Linked DNA regions of Xenopus tropicalis: region 2 is linked to region 1. The links are chromatin contacts, called in public Hi-C maps. All regions are on one chromosome and are shown on one strand. The core of a region is the stretch at or near the end of the contact, and the rest is flanking DNA. Distances in the headings are between cores, read along the strand shown.

Region 1 (5,583 bases), core at 2,174-4,673:
CGAGAATCAGCGAATCGCTGTTCACTATGTCATAACCCTGGCCCCTAATGTCACATACCTACCCCCAATATTACCCATGCAAATGTGAATGCTAATTTTGATACCAAATTAAATCATCTTTGAACAAAACATGCAAGTGACTGATAATCACTCCACCCAGCAATAATCATTCAGTAATACTGAAATACCTAAAGGTACACACACATTGGCATGGAAACACAAATGTATACATTTTTGCAACAATATCCACTCCGTCCAGCTCCACACAAGCCAACAACAGGCCTGTTAATGGAGATACAGGGGGTGTGCACATAAGAGCAGATCTGCTCTCCTCAGTGCTTCTTTATTCTGCTGTTGCCCCAGTCCAACACATGTGAGCAGAGTAAAAAAAAAAGCCAGTTTTTTGCTTTTCACTCTAGTGCTGATGCACACCCGCTGAGAACAATGAACAGGCAATGAAGTTCGCAATGTGGTGCTTGTAAAGAAGTACTCTGGGCTGGTGCAGGTTTCGCCTAACAGGAGTACCTGCTTGGGGTACCTTATAAGCAATTGTAATCACACCCAGTGGTTATAATTTTCATTCTCCTTTAAAACACAATATTTTAGATGGTCTAGGAATTAAGTAACATTCTGGATAGACGAAGATATCTAACCTATTCAGAGAAGAGCCTACATTGGGGTCTCATTACAGATAACTTCCATTAATGACTGGGCATTTTTACTAGGAAGCCTATGGTTGCGCTTTGTAAAGTTTCCCATAAATAAAGAGTGCATATAACAAAGAATGAATAAAACTGCCACCATTTACAAATGCAGGGCAAGAATTATGCTGAGGCAGCTGCCTAAGGCACAAGAGGAGCGTGGGCACATGCACAAACAAATGCTGATATGGAGGCTGAACTTACTTCACAAGTAAGCATCCTGCTTGTGATGGGGTGTGAGAGCAGGAAAGGTGATCGGTGTTGGACTGGGCTGTCTAGGGTCCACCAGAGAACATCGCCCCAGGGGCACATTGAACACATATACACACCTGCTGCTGCGGGCACCACCACCCCGCCAACTACTTTTTTCACCCCCTATACAAAGATGAGCTGGATTGTTTATAGGGGGCAGCAGTGTGCAAGCCATTGGCTACATGCATTTTTTATGCAGAAGATAAGATGAAAGTTGTACTGGTCTTCAGCTAATAAGAGTTGGATTGTTATTGGTTTGGAATGTCAGTCTTTTTGATTATAATAATTAATAACCAGATCTCAAATAACAGGCAAGTTGTTTTGACACGTTATTGAAGGGGACAAGTGGGAGTCTTGCCTTCACTTTGAAGGCATCTCTCTGTCTTTCTTTTCATGCCTAATACTTGTAGAGATGATACCAGGTTGGGGATTGTATATACTAACTTTGGAGAAGCTTGGGAAGCTTTATGTTCCCTTGTAAAAAAATTTCTATAAATGTCAGTTGCAAAATGACTTCATTGGCTAAACAGATAGGGTGCTCAGTGAAGTAGCTACCAGCAGGCTGTCACTGAGCTGCCAAAATCTCTCTTTACATCATACATGTCAAACACAAGGCCCGAGGGCCAAATCCGGCCCACCTGGCTGTTTAATGTGGCCCTTGGTGAGTGTGTCTGACCATCCAGTCTGATCAGTTTCCATTTTACTCACATAGTAACTAAGACTAAGGGGTATATTTATCATGCTGTGTAAAAAGTGGAGTGAAGCATTACCAGTAATGTAGCAGTAGCAAAGCATCTATTGGCTGCTATGAGCAACATCACCGTTAATGTCTTACTCCACTTTTTACACATTGTGATAAATATACCCCTTAGTATCTTACTAAGTATATTAATAACAAATTTGGCCCGCGACTTAGCATGTGTTTTAGATTTCGGCCCCCTTATGTGACTGAGTTTGACACCCCTGCTCTACATGATGCTTTCATGTGATACACAGGCTGCATCAGCTGCAGGGATAATTGCTTTTCTGGACAGGGGCCCTGCTTCCAATAAAAAGTGGAAGAGGCTGATTAACTCTGCAAACACATGTTTAACAGCACATTCTAAAATCTGTATTTTTTCCTTTGATGTAATATGTATATGTGTATATATATATATATATATATATATATAATATATCCTCATATGCCTATTCGGGTCTGAAGGAACTGCCTGAAATCTGTCCAAGTATGGCCAATCATGGGCACATTTTCCATGTAAAGTGCACACTCTGATGGCTATTATTCTATTGACACAAATTTGTATTTTTTTTTCTACTATGGGTCACCTCCTATAGTTGATTTTAAGCAAGATAATATTTTTTTAATGAGTTCTCTTTTCTCTGTAATAATAAAACAGTACCTTGTACTTGATAGTAACTAAGCTTTAGAAATATACATTGGCGGCAAAACAATAATTGTAAGTTTATTTTATGTTTACATATTTTTCAGTAGATATAAAGTATGGTAATCAGAATTACAGATAAAACATTATCCAATAAACCCCAGGTCCCAAGCATTCCAGATAACAGATCCCATATCTCTTCTACAAGCAGAAAACAATGAGATGACTGATGCAGGTCTGGTAGGGATAATTCTCACCAGAGAATCTTTTTGCATCCAGGTTGCAAATTTTGAAAAGGTAAAGAGCACAAATTTAAGATCAAGTCAGCTTTTTCCCCTTTTGCTGTTGGTAATATATAGGGTATGATGGGTGTAGCAGTAATACTATGGAAGTTTTATACCTCCTCAGGCTTAGTTTCCTAATGCCTTGCATCATTTTGAACAATGCTATTCAGGAATTTATAATTTAGTAGATCCCAGGGTCCCACCTTTTAAACATAGCAAATACAAATGATGTATGTTTGTGGGTCCTAATCTAACCTAATCTTAAAGAGTGTTGTTTTATAGTCTCATATTCCAAAAATTATGTTATTATCAGTATTGGGGCTGATTTATCACTCACTTATCATCTATATTTTTTCAAACCAGTCAGAGCGATCATTTACAATTTAGTAAAAAAAAAATATATGAAGATATGTTAATAAATGTATATTTCTGGGGAGTTAAATGTATCTGTACCTTAACCACAGCAGAAACACACACCTTGCTTTTTATCTCTATATGCGTGGTAGTAACAGGATCAAATATTGGCCTTTAGCTCCCTCATGCAGACAGCAGAAGTATTGCACAAGGATTGGAGCTGATTTATCACTCAATTTTTATCTATACTTTTTTTTTAAATGAGTCAGAGCGATCATTTACAATTTAGTAAAAAAATATATAAAGATATAGGTTAATAAATTTAAATTACTGGGAAGTTAAATATATCTGCACTTAACCACAGCAGAAACACACACCTTGCTTTTTATCTCTATATGCGTGGTTGTAACAGGATCAAATATTGGCCTTTAGCTCCCTCGTGCAGACAGGAGAAGTATTGCACAAGGATAAACTGGAGCAGTTCTGCATGCAATGAAAACTATATTAGTGAGAGATTCAGGGGTGACTGCATCAGGCGGCGGAAGCGCCATTGCCCACCTTACTGTTTATACTCGTGCAGAGTGCCCAGGCACCTGAAGTAACATGATTGTCAGTGACTGTGTGCCCACTTAGTAATTAATGGAGTCTCCCTGGGCACTGCTAGAGGCAAATTTATTAACAATGGAGATAAACATAACCAGGGATGTTGCCCATAGCAACTAATCAGCAATTAGACTTCCTACCTACCTTACAAGTTAGAAAACAAAAGCAAAGATTTAATTGGATGCTATAAGCAATATGACTGGTGATGTTTGTCTACAATGTTAATACATTTTTATCCATTTATCCATTCAGGACTGTCACAGGCGTATTCATAGCCTGCTTATAACATCACTGAGTAAGAAGCTTTATTGTTGTTGTAGTAGCAATTTAACTCCACCTGTGCATGTGTGTTTTTATAAATATATACAGTATATTTGAAAAACATGAAAAATATTTGAAAAAATAAAGTATATTTTTCAATAATAATTGGCCAGTGCATAGTAACAGCATTTTTATCATAAGGCAGGTGTGAATGTCAGAGCTATAGTTTTGAATAGTGGCATACTTATATAAGGTACTGTATATGGGGGTACATTAGGAAACTGGTACATTTGAAGTGGTTTAGACAAATAATTTGGTTATTTTAACTTTACTTTACACAGTAGTTTCACCTAAAGTTGTGGTTTTTATAAAGCGTCTTTGTAAATATTATGCTATTCAGAGGTTGACAGCTCTGCATGTGCCTAGGGACAATGGTGGTAGGGCGCTAGGCATGTGCCTCTTCTGGTCTGCCTGTCATTTTGTGGCAGGCAGACCAGAGTATGAGGGATAAATGGGGAAAACTGAGGAGGGGTGGGATGTCAAATGGGCTCCCACCTTGGGCACAAACAGTTTGGGCCAGCACTGACTGACATACGGCATATTTAACATGAGGAAAGCAAATTCATTTAGTTTGCAACTGATTTGCATATGTAAATAGATGAGAGAGGTATAGCATGTTATACTTGAAATTTCAATAATCGATTTGCATATGTAAAAAAAAACATGAGAAGGTATAGCATAGTATGGTAGAAGCAGTTAAAACTTCCAGACGCAAATTCGATTTTAGATTTTGGACACAGGGTGTAATCTGCACAAATCAAATGAAGCTTCTCTTGTTGCCACACAAACAAAACCCTGCAACAGCATCCATGATTCTGTATCTGTTTCTATTTTTTTTTAAAAAAATCAGCAGAACCTCACCTCAGGCCTAAATAAGAAATGTTAGTTTTGGCTGAATCTGCAGCCATTTTTATGTAACTTTGTGGCGCTGAACTAATTATTTTAGCTCATATTAAACTGAACTTTTTTGAGCCCCAGTTTTGGGACAATTGTGCTCAAATTAGGAGTCGGTCAAATAAAGCATTTAGGGTTTTTTTCTCAAGGATTTTGTTTGGTTTACTGGATATTATACACTGATCTGAATCTTTTTTTCCCATCTTTCATCTGTAATGTTATGAGAAAAACTGCAAGACTAAAGGATTGGTTTAATCTGAAAACATTTAATGGAAATCACATCCTGAGCCTGAAAATTGGCATCAGACAGCCCACTTAAGAGCGTATTTATTATGCTGTGTAAAACTAATTCGCTGAAAAAACGGAGTAAAAAGCTGTGTAAAATAAATGGAAAAGATCGACATCTGAACACCGGATATTACGCTGTTATTTTCCATAAGTTCCGGTGGAAGAAAAAACGCGTAAAACAATTACGCCGATTTTACGCTGTTTTTACACCATTTTTACGCCATTTTTACACAGCGAAGCCTGGCGAATGGGAATTTTCTCTCCGTTTTTTACACAGCATAATAAATATGCCCCTTAGTGTAAAAGGATTCTCCACTGACACATCAAGCTCCCTGCTAGATTTGTTGCCTAGCCCATCAAACATAATTTTTATATCACCATACCTAAACTGTACATATTCACCTGTTGGTTGACTGATGATGCACTGGTAAGACTATTAAATAATCTTCGTTTATCATTAGTTAACTATGGGATGCCTACATTGTAGCACTAAGTTGCTGCAAA
Region 2 (5,583 bases), core at 1,009-3,508, 36 kb before region 1:
GAGAATCTGAATTATTAATCAGTCTTTTATTGCGACATTTATATTCTATATAAAATGTTTATTGTGAGTTGGTCCCCAAGGTTAGGTAACGGACAGCAGCCCAGCTATGAAATCAGCAAAAAAAAAAAAAAAAAAGATGGGGGCTACTAAGGACATCTTCTGAGGAATAGATCTTTACTGCTAAAGGGCTGTGTTTGCCTTGGTCTGATACAGAACCCCAAAACCTAAATATGCAACATTTCTACCCTACGTCTTTGTTAAACTTTTCCTTTTTTTGGTCCTTTTTTTTTTCCAAAGAAACCTTTAGTGATTGTGGCTATTTTATGTTAACATTACAGACAGTAGAAACCAAGAGGTGGGAGCCTTTTTAATAGTCTTTTATTAACCTTCCACTGATTTGCAGGCATGATTTAGCCTCATTTCAATCAGCCTCACTCAGTTGCTTAGAGAAACCCATTGTTGTTGAGGGACAGAGATTAAGGTAATTCAGGACCAGAGACCTTGCACAACAGTTTTTATCACTGGACAAGTGGAAAGATGTCACGTAACCTAAGCATCGTTGAAAATCTGTGGGTAGATGGCCCTACTGTTCGCTATTGTTATTTACAAAATAATCAACTGAATGTGTTATCTGGCAAGGGGTGCCCATACTTTTGCTTTCATCTGTATTGTGCAGTATATTGTCTATTAAACTGGTTAAAATAAACACTGCTCTTGCAGTCCCCAGCAAGTTCCATGCCTATCAGTTCCTAGTTTGTAGCATTGGATGGAGTTAAATTATACATGGCCCTGGAAACAAGTGCCAAGAAAAAGAGTTATACAAGCATTACTTGACATCCCCGCCCTATTATACAACAGTAAGAGAATAGCTATTTGTCATTTTGAGGTCATGACATTAAGTTATAATCAGACACCTCTCACATAGTGAGTATTATAATTAATAACTAACCACTTGGTCTGAAGATGTTTGCATATATGTTTTGAGAATCATCTCTATGACTTTGTACTGGCTGTAAACTTTCACCGGAAGGGTTAAGTAAGATAAGGCCTAAATGTATCCCTAGGGATTCAGTGTCAGAACATTCCTGTCCAAATTCTGTTAAATCACTCTCCTCTCTCCACTCGCTCTTAAATCAATCTCCTCAGACATCAGAATTAAGAGGGTCATGCAAAAGTGGACTTGTCTGTTATCCAGTCAATCATCTGGTCAGATATAGTCTAATTTCATAATTTACATGGATGATAAACATCATCAATGCATATTTAGTCAGATGACAGTCAAGCAAATCTTAGCAGATGAAAGGTAGCTGTGAACTCTCTGACTTCCACATTTGCGGATACCATGTTGACATACATTTCATTTTCAGTCAGGGCAAACACTGCAATTTAGTTCATATCTAGAGTCCGCTTAGCGACTCTAGATGTAAAATGACATGATTCCTTTAAAATATGTTTCTTACATTTTAGTATAATTGTAGAAGGAAATTTCGCTGCATTTAAAGTATTTTTGATCCAACAGCATTGGACTCATTTTTGGATCTGGCTCCATACAGTATTTTAAGAAACCTGTAATCTATACTTGATAACTACCTTAGAAATTGCAGTCAACTACCTGGATTTAGCAAAGATGATACAAGGCCTGCTCACTAGGCAACATGCTCAGATGCAGTTTAACAAAACCAGAAGGACCACAAGGTAAACCTCCCCACTATACAACATTCTGCAAAAGTAACAATAAAGCACAATAACCAGTAATGAACATTATATTGTTAACTTTAAATTTAAAACTTTGTCTTCAAAAATGACTGACATCTGTAATTGTCTGTGATGCTAACTAAACCCCACTACAGGAATAATTTTACTCAGTGTTCCCTGTCAGGGTATGTACTCAACAAGCAATGACAATATTCATAGACACCAATGCAAATTACCTATTATCAGAAAGACCTTTACTACAAACCCAAAATTTTAGTTGACAAAACAGTATTTTTTTTAAGGAAGGAATGTTTAAAAAAATATAATTAATTTCGCAGAATAGGCTCTTATATTCCATAATTAACAATTATAGAAGATTACTCCTTTTAACATCTAAAAAAAAGCATTTAAAAATGTACCTTTACTAAAACTGCTGTGCTAAATAACACCTCATATGACTTTATTTCAACATATAGGCGGAAACCAAAAATAAATATGGAGAAGTCAAGTCAGTGAAATTTGCAATAACATGACACAGTAAATCTCAGCATGACACAGCTATTAAATACCACTAAGCACTGGATTGTGCAGTTGCAGGGTAGATGAGGACTACCAACTGTACCAATTTTTAATATACATTCAAAAACCAAAAAAAAGAAATACTAATTTCAGCAAATAATGTAGTCTGCAAGATATAATTTTCCCAATCAGCAATTACAGTAATATATTTGTATAGGTTTATGAAATGTCTACTTTTCCACATAGGAAGACCACTAGTTATAGATAGTCAAATACAGCAATTAGCTGTAATAATGAGTCTGCTTCCAAACTTAACTGGTATGCAAGTGGGTTATTGACAGATTTAAGTATTTTAGAAATACAATTTACTTTTCATTCATTCTATCAACTCTTGCTCATCATTCCATATTGCATATATAAAGCACTTTTGTATTTGTGTGTAGTTTTATAGTATTTGTTTGTATTTTATAAATAGCAGTATACACGTGCATTTTTTGTTTTTCTTATAGTCTGAGTCTTGGCATGAATAAAAAAGGGAGGAGTGCATCCTTCCAGTTCAGCATGGGTTTCCTTAACCGGAAAGACCAGCTGTTACTTTGCTGCTGGGTGTATTAATTTCAAAGAACATCATCATAAATATAAAGAGATCTTAATGCATCTTAAAGAATTGGTGGTACTTTAAATATTCAATGTATGAATACAGGGTTTTAGCTTTGTGACAAAATTATGTTTTGGTTTTTTTTTTGTGCTGAAAAAAAAAGCAGTATACAGATAGTCAGGTCTTATGCATAATTATAGATTATTGATTTGGGGATTGTTACAAGTATGGCTCTGAGGGCTGCTAAACACTGGAATTGGTTTTTCATACACTTGATGCACCAGATAGAAATGGTGCACTGGCACCACTGGCAGGTTACACCATGCCAAATAATACAGCAATCACCTCTATAGATGTTTGTGTTTGTAGAACAAAATATGCCATGAATGTATTTCATATTGTTCCTAATAGATATACCAAACAGAACTTTGACATTATAACTCACAGCATTCCCTGACACCTGTAATCAATATTTATGCTTAAAGGGTAATTGTTATGTACTAAAACCAGATCCAAGGGTTGTCTGAATAGTGTTTATTATGGCTCATTTACAAGCTGAGCGACCCTTCTGGTGTTGTGTACAAACACAATCCTTTATAACCAAATGAAAGTAACAAGCAAACAGTATGGTTTTTATGTAGGTTTATGAAAGGTCTACTCTACCAAATAGGACTACATACATTAGACCACTGGTTTCCTCTATCAAATACATTAATGGGGTGTCTAGGTTGTTCAGTGACAGATATAATTCACAAATACATGTATGTATATCGACAGATACTATTTACTTTTGATTTGACTTATCAGTTCTTGCATATATAAAGCACTATATGTTCTTAACTTTATAAACAGCAGTATACACATGTGCATACATAATACATTTACTCCATCACATTGTCTAGTCTGGGTACTTTTATCTTTCTTACAGACTTAACCTAAGCAAGGAATGAAAGGGAGGAGTGCATCCTTCCAGTTCAGCATGGAATTCCTTAACTGGAAAGACCAGCTGTTCCTTTGCATCCATTTCAAAGAACACCTTTATAAAGATAAAGAGATTTTAATCCATGTATTGGAATGTCTTTCTAGTGAATATTACACAGAACTATGAATGTATTAGCATTACATGAACCCTACTCATCTACAAAAATGTAATAAAATATTCAGACCCACATGCTGACTTTAACGATACATGCATAGGAAGCACAGACACAAATAAATCCTCTACTACTGGATAAAAACAAACAGGGAAAGCAAACAGTTTAAAGGTGGCCAAACACTAGCAAATAATTGTAGGTACTAATCAGCCTTCAGGCCAACTGGATGAATACCAGTATGGCAACCTTTCTATTGTTCTGTTCGTTTAGTTGAAACAGCAAAAAATGTACAGGAGCTAGGGCTCCTCTTTATTTCCTCATCTGCGATGTACAACAGCTTGTTTCACGGCTATCCACAGTAACTCATCATAATAATAAAGAGAAAAAATATGCAAACTCACTTGACATCATTCAGTATTACTCTCTCCGTAACTTTTCTGCAGCAGATTAATCCACTTTTCACCTTTACTTTGTAGTTGATGTTATAAAAGCTTAAGACAGCTCCTGAAAGTGTTTTTTTACGACCTTTTTTCTTAACTTCACCATTCACTGTAGGATCCAATATCTGGACAACGGTCTGGGGCAGCTCGTGTGTCATATTGATAGTGTCCTGAAGAAAGAGCAGAGTGATCTTAGAAGGAACAGTCCACTTCTATAGTTACTCAACTGAGCAAAAATGCAATAAAAAAAACACAGCTTTGTTTTAAAGCAATCACTTAGTGACATTCCCTTAATGTAGCAAAGATTGCAGTAAAGTATTGTAAAGCGTGCACACAATCACTTTGGGATAATTTAGGCCCACAGACTGATCCAAAACTGAAAGAGGCCAAAATCAGGTCTGTAATCACAACACTATAGAATATTTACTATATTTTGTGCTAAAAGCTAATGACTAAACTTAAAAGATACTACACTGCTGTCAACAATAAATAATTCTTCAAGTATTTCAAGAGCCAATCATGGTGCAGAAATTTTTGTCTAAACTCTGCTAGTATATACCAAGTTGAAGTCAATCCATCGTTTGCTATCTTTCTAAATGAACCACTTGATTTGTACCATTATGAAATTAGACATCATCCAGCGCAAATAAAAGAAGATTTTATATAAACATTATCACAAATTTTCTTTTAGACGGAGAAACTCTTTAAAGTATTTTGTGGATTACTGTTTCACCAACTGATAAATGTTTTTACTGGGCAGATACAAATGTATAGTCTACCTTGCTTCCCTGATTTAAAGGAGAAGGAAAGGTACAATCACTTGGGGGGGGTTGCCAAATGTTAGGCTTTTTTGTTAAAGTTTGGCTGTGCAAGTGGGAGGAAGACAGGAGAAAGAAGAGGATCGCTCAGTCGCAGGTACCCCGGTGCGGTTTTCTGCTAACGAGAGCATTGGCCTGGGGTATCAGGTAAGTGATTACAATCACTGGGGGTGCCTATATTTTTTCCACCCCCAGAGGCTGTACCTCTTCTGATGATAAAAACACCTGATTTTTTTTCCCAGTTTCCCATGTGTTTTTTTGTTTTTTTAAAGCTTTTGGGCTCGTGGTTTTTGCTACGTATAAGCATAAGTATACAGAACAGTTTTAAAAAATTATTTACAGTAGGTTGCAAAAAAAAAAAAAAAGTTTGTCAAGTTCAACACTTCCCCTCTCACACTAAGAAGATGCTCTGCCAGTAG

What was found. Hi-C and Micro-C count contacts between places; a contact is called where the count stands out from the background.
Region 2: a contact with region 1 is called in a Hi-C map of liver, with 2.2 times the contacts expected there. The contact joins two enhancer-like sites. A contact is called at or near these places in 3 of 5 Hi-C or Micro-C datasets (brain, liver and neurula embryo).

Annotation. Positions count from the first base shown.
Region 1 is chr1:79,177,226-79,182,808 of UCB_Xtro_10.0, reverse strand. All of the region lies in intron 3 of LOC116411451 (a long non-coding RNA gene), which reads left to right. It also overlaps a transcript of abcg2 not described here. Among named protein-coding and RNA genes, the nearest start is that of abcg2, 28 kb to the left of the region's middle. Within about 2 kb of position 3,423, at least 5 of the 11 cell types and tissues checked have an H3K27ac peak or open chromatin away from gene starts, as enhancers often do. A contact at or near this core is called in liver, where this site is marked.
Region 2 is chr1:79,211,881-79,217,463 of UCB_Xtro_10.0, reverse strand. abcg2 (ATP binding cassette subfamily G member 2 (Junior blood group)) reads right to left here. Exons shown (of 16, transcript NM_001045762.1): 2 at 4,308-4,516. The coding sequence starts at 4,504. Among named protein-coding and RNA genes, the nearest start is that of abcg2, 6.5 kb to the right of the region's middle. Within about 2 kb of position 2,258, at least 3 of the 11 cell types and tissues checked have an H3K27ac peak or open chromatin away from gene starts, as enhancers often do. A contact at or near this core is called in liver, where this site is marked.